Linked DNA regions of Mus musculus: region 2 is linked to region 1. Evidence: chromatin contacts called from public HiChIP or PLAC-seq data. All regions are on one chromosome and are shown on one strand. Each heading gives the region's core, a stretch centred on a gene start, on an enhancer-like site or on the middle of the called end of the contact. The rest is flanking DNA. Distances are from core to core; before and after follow the strand shown.

The links. HiChIP or PLAC-seq counts read pairs in DNA pulled down with a chosen protein or histone mark.
Region 2: a contact with region 1 is called in a FOXA1 HiChIP or PLAC-seq map of pancreatic cancer cells. The contact joins two enhancer-like sites. A contact is called at or near these places in 1 of 115 datasets of contacts at active chromatin or transcription factors (pancreatic cancer cells) and 2 of 9 other capture datasets (adipose tissue and liver).

What each region holds. Positions count from the first base shown.
Region 1 is chr5:137,374,546-137,377,245 of GRCm38.p6, reverse strand. No RefSeq gene overlaps it. Among named protein-coding and RNA genes, the nearest start is that of Ephb4, 26 kb to the right of the region's middle. Within about 2 kb of position 1,410, at least 61 of the 459 cell types and tissues checked have an H3K27ac peak or open chromatin away from gene starts, as enhancers often do. A contact at or near this core is called in adipose tissue, liver and pancreatic cancer cells, where this site is marked.
Region 2 is chr5:137,670,684-137,673,383 of GRCm38.p6, reverse strand. All of the region lies in intron 1 of Agfg2 (ArfGAP with FG repeats 2), which reads left to right. Among named protein-coding and RNA genes, the nearest start is that of Agfg2, 13 kb to the left of the region's middle. Within about 2 kb of position 1,338, at least 213 of the 459 cell types and tissues checked have an H3K27ac peak or open chromatin away from gene starts, as enhancers often do. A contact at or near this core is called in adipose tissue, liver and pancreatic cancer cells, where this site is marked.

The DNA.
Region 1 (2,700 bases), core at 161-2,660:
CAGAGGACAGCCTCTGCCACCATTCCTCAGGTCCTTTCCGCCTTTTTTTTTTTTTTTTTTTTTTTTTTCCTCGAGACAGGGTTTCTCTGTTGTAGCCCTGGCTGTCCTGGAACTCACTCTGTAGACCAGGCTGGCCTCGAACTCAGAAATCCGCCTGCCTCTGCCTCTGCCTCCCAAGTGCTGGGATTAAAGGCGTGTGCCAGTGCCACCACTGCCCGGTCTCCCACTAGACTTTGACAAGGAGCTAGGCTGGCGGGTCAGCCAGTTTCCATGGAAACCGTCTCTCCCTCCCATATCTCCTCCACTGTCCTTGTGCTGTGCATCACTACATCGGGCCATTTACATGGGTTCTGGTCCTCATTAATGTGATGAACACTTTACCAAGAGAGCCATCTCTCCAGCACCCCAGTGGGCTTTCTTTTACATTTACTAATGCTCACACACATACGTAGAGGTCAGAAGACAGCAAGCAGGAGCCAGTGTTTCTTTACCATGCGGGGCTTAGGGACCAAGCTTATGTCACTTTTGGCAGCAAGCACTTGGACCTGCTGACATGTCACTGCTATGCCCCTACCCCAAGGTTCCCCCCCCCCCCCCGGAGACAGGGTTTCTCTGTGTAGTCCTGGCTGTCCTGGAACTCATTTTGTAGAGTTCAAACTCAGAAATCCGCCTGCCTCTGCCTCCCAAGTGCTGGGATTAAAGGCGTGCGCCACCAGTACCCGCCTCCAAGTTATTTTTTAAGGTGGCCTCAGTTTGCTGACCTGGAGCTCCCTGAGCTCTGAGAGGGCTTAGCCTGAATTCCTCCACTAGGGGGAAGCAAGGGCATTCTGGGTTTCCTGTTTCCGGTTGGGATTTTTCCAGAGGGTATCTATCCCTCATTCTTCGTTCCTTCAAAGAGCCCTTCAGGAGGTTGCTATGGGAACCGAGGGTGGAGTTACTGGCTTTAGGAGCCATTCTGACAACCAGGTAGAAGTGACCACCTGGTTCAGCCAAAGGAGGCCAAGGTGTATAATGGATCAGACTGTGAAGACCTCAAGAAACCAAGACTTGGCCAGAGTGCTTTGAGGCAGGGAGGACACAGGCCAGGGAGATATTATTAATCTGTGTGACAACTATACCTTTGGAGACCTTTCCTGAAGTCAGCCAAACTCAATATTATGGAAAGGGCCCAGGACAGGGGTGGGACATGCTCTGCAGGACCCTGGTTTCCCTCACTAGGACAGAAGGCACAGTGCCCCTCAGCAGGTTAACCTCCTGCCTAGAGCCCCATTTCTCCCCCTGGCCTCCATCTTTGTACTGCTTGGATGCTGTGACCTTCATCTTTCTTTCCCGTAGCAGCTCTCTGTGGAGGTCACTGTATCTAGCCAGGATGTCTGTTTGGCAGCGAAAGGCAGTTGGCTGGATTAGTGTCCCCTGGGACACTCCCCTTCCTGGTAGTAATGAGCCCCTCCCACCCTCCAGAGATATTAAATGTCACCCAGGGAGAGGAGACAAAGGACTTAGTGTGATTCATGCCATAATCCCAGAATTCCAGAGGCTGAGGCAGGAGGATAGTGAGTACCAAGGCTGGCCTGGGTTATTAGCAAGCCCTGGTTTACAAAATACAAGAAGGGGTATGGGTTCTGGCAGCTAGTTCAGTCAGCAAGCAAGCTCGAAGCTCCGCTGTTTGCAGCAGAGGAGGGGCCGGTGGGAATGGTAGTATGGGCTTACCCTTCTAGAACTGTGGAGGGAAGAAACAATTCCTAGGCCATGTGGCTGACCAGGCTAGCCCACATGGCCAGTTTTAGGGGAATGAGAGGACCTGCAGAGAATCAGTCTTTCTCACTTAATGTTCATGCATGAGCATGCACATTCGCGTGCGCACACACACACATTCGTGCAGGGGAAATGATAGCAACACTGCCTTGGGGCCAGTGTGTGAGGTTCTGCACCCCTCACATCCACTGCAGCTCAATCAGGCTAGCCTGCACTAACTGGCCCTTACAGGTGTCCCAATGGGAAGGCATACCCAGGAGCAGAGAGGGGGCCGAGAAAACAGTGGGGGAAGTGGAGAGGCTGGAATGGAGTATGGACCCTATCCTCCTTTTCCTTGTCTGGGAGAAGTTAGCAGCAGACTCATTGGAGCGGCTCCCCCTCCCCTTCCCAGGAGGCCAGGAAAACCTGCCTGGGCAGCATCTTGAATGGGGGAATTGTCCTGAGAGCTACCTGGCATAAGTACACAGATGTGAGGGCCCCCTTTCAGCCACTCCCCATCTTCCCCTCCCCTCACAGCCAATGCTGGCTCTCCCATTACCACCAAACCAACCCCAGCTATGGACATCCAGCCTAAGTTTGTGGGCACCTAACTGGGACCCCCCACCCACAGTCACCCGTGCCCCCTTATCCTTTTAAAGCAGTTCTAGGGCAGGACTATGGGCTACACGCTTGGCTTCTCTTATACAACCCCCTGCCAGAGCTAAGGAGACAGAGGAGGGGCAGAAGGTGTCTGCCCCACCCCGGAGGTGCCGGAGGCTCTTGGCAGGGGCAGCTGGAGCAGTTAGCACCAGCTGCCAGTGACTCACCTCCCACCAACCCAAACAAAACACCTTGGGGCTGAGAACCAACACCCAGCCCCTCCTCACACCATAATCCCAACCACCTGACCTGACCCTCCAAATCCACACTCCTAGGGGTCCCCTAGTCTCAGAAATCTGGTCAACC
Region 2 (2,700 bases), core at 89-2,588, 300 kb before region 1:
CAGGAAAGAGACCCAAATCCAGGTTGTATGAATCCGAACACAGGCGTTCAGAGGAAAGGACTTCCCGAGTTTGAAATTGGCACTGATGTGAGGAGTTAGCTGCTGGGTGGAACTGGTTTTTTTCCACTGTTGACCTGACAGAACCTTCTTATCTCAGCCTCTCAGCGGGTTTGATGCTTCCATGGATCGAGATAGAAGCAAAAATATAGGCCAGCTTGACAGTGGCAAGGTGTGGTAGGGTGGAGATACTTGTGTGTTTAGTGTTTAATAAAATCAAAGGGGAGGGGAGAGGGACAGCAAGAGGCCTGGGAGACTGGTTGTCTGTACACGCAAGAAGTTGCCTTTGCAGAGCAGAGTCTTTTGGATGCTATTAGGAGCCTGGTTTTCAAAAGAGACCGAGAGGGAGAGGAGGGGCTGGGGATGAAGCTGGGTTGGTAGGATGCTTGCTAGCATGCAGGAAGCCCAGAGGTTGGTCATGAGGTCATAAATTGGGTATGGGCTACCAAGGGTACACCAGTATAACCCAGCATTGGGGAGGTGGAGGCAGAAGATTCCAGCATCGTCCTCTGCAATAGAGCAAGCTCAAGGTCTAGCCTAGGCTACCATACTTCAGAAAGAAGTAGGAAGGGAAAGGAGTGAATGTAGGTAATAACACTGACTTAAAGCTCAAGCCATAGTAGTCAGTTTGCTTTCTATTGCTTCCTCCGGGGGATTCAGAGATGCTCAGTGGGTAAGAGCTCTGAGCTCGGATCCCCAACACCCATGTGAAAAGCTAGGCATGTACATGTAACAGTAGCAGTGTGGGAGATGGAGGCAGGGGGATTGCTGGGATTTTTCTGGCTGCCAGCCTCGCTCCAAGTTCAGCCTTGGGAATAAGGCATCAAGTGATAGACCCGGACTCTAATGTCTTTCCCCAGCCTCCCCACAGGCTTGCATGTACACACACACACACACACACACACACACACACACACACGCAAATAAACTAATTTAAGTTAATTTAAAATGATTGCCCTATTCAGGCTGGGCAAGTAAATTTAATTCTGAGTTTGTCTGGCATGGGTGTGCCATCACACAAGAGTAGTAGCTCCTTCTCATTTGGGGGTGTTGTGGGGAAAGACCTGAGTTTTGTTGGGGACACTGGATGCTAGCCAGAGGGTTGGGTCTGTTTCATTCCAGGCCAGTGAGTCACATCTGGCCCATCACATGACCCTGAAACTCACATGACCCTGGACTGGACCCAACTAAATGCAAAACACCTAGGCCACTGCTGGCAGGAAAGGGTTTCTACATCTGTGTTCCTAGCCAGCAGTAGCCTCCGTATGATTCAGAGAGACATCGTCTGACTCATAGGCCCTCTTCCCTGGGCTGCAGCCTCCTTCTGGAGTGTTCTCCCTGCCCCCCAGACTGACTGTGGTTATTCATAATCGAGTCCCCAGACACCAAGGTCAGAGCGGTGCTCTCTGTCCTGTACTGCAGAGACATCCTGTTCCCTTCAGATACATTCAGGCCCTGTGTTTTCCAATTGCTTCCCAGCCTTCCTTCATCTTCCCCTCCCAAAACGCCCCTCCTAAAACACCCCTCCTGTCCACACTCGGGCAGACGGTGAGTCTGCTGCTCTATGCAGTCTGCTTTTGATTGATTCCTGCCTGAGTTTCCCCTCCCTCTCCTTCCCCTCCCTGTCCCCCTCACAAGGAAGCGCCTCTGTGTTTACAACTGCTAACAGTTCCTGGTTGTCCTTTTCAGGAAATGTCAGCGACCTTCTTATGATGGGTTTAGAATCTGCTTTTCTAATGTAAACATAATAAATTTCACTGTTCCCATGACCAGTTCTCTTCCTTTCCCACTGCTAACATCCTGAATCATTCTCCCTAATCCATCAAGTGTCCAACTGGATGGCATCTATTGCAGTGAATACACTTGGCTTCCTGAGTCCCCACCCGGTGTGTATGTGTGTTTGTGTGTGTGTGTGTGTGTGTGTGTCTGTGTCTGTGTCTGTGTGTGTGTGTGTGTGTGTGTGTGTCTGTGTGTGTGTGTGTGTGTGTGTGTGTGTGTGTGTATGCGCGCGCGTATGCATGTGGAGACCAGAGGTCAATTTTGAGAGTCATTCCTCAGCTACTAGAGTGGCTGGGCTATAGCTCATCTGGTAGAGTGCTCATGCCCTGTACATGATGCCCCTAGCACTGTATAGCAAGGCACATGGTGGTCTCCAACACTTGGGAAGTGGAGAGACAGTGGGATTGGGGGATCAAGGCCATCCTCAACCACAAAGCAAGTTCGAGGCCAACCTGGACCCTGTCTCAAAAATCCGAGACGGAAGCGGGCTGCCTCAGACTAAAAACCAAACTAAATCAAGTCATTAGTGAGCAAGCGCTCAGAGAAAGACTGCCTGGGAAACCTGATCCCAGCAGACTCCAGGAGAGATCCTATTTAAGAGCTATTGTTTGCTACAGGACCCAAGTTCTGCTGTCTGCTTCCCTCTCATCTTTCCTTAGATGTCACCCTCTTGGATACTGCTTGTCATTTTATAAGGGCATCTGGAGAGTCTTTACTCAAAAGTCTAGTGGCAGAGTGGCTGGAAAATGACCTCGTCTGTAGCCTCCTGTGTCCCAGCCCTCTCTAAAGCCCCTTAAATGAGCAATTTATCACCCAGAAGAAGCCAGCCTTCACTGTTCACTCTGTGGCTTGGCATCTGCCCTG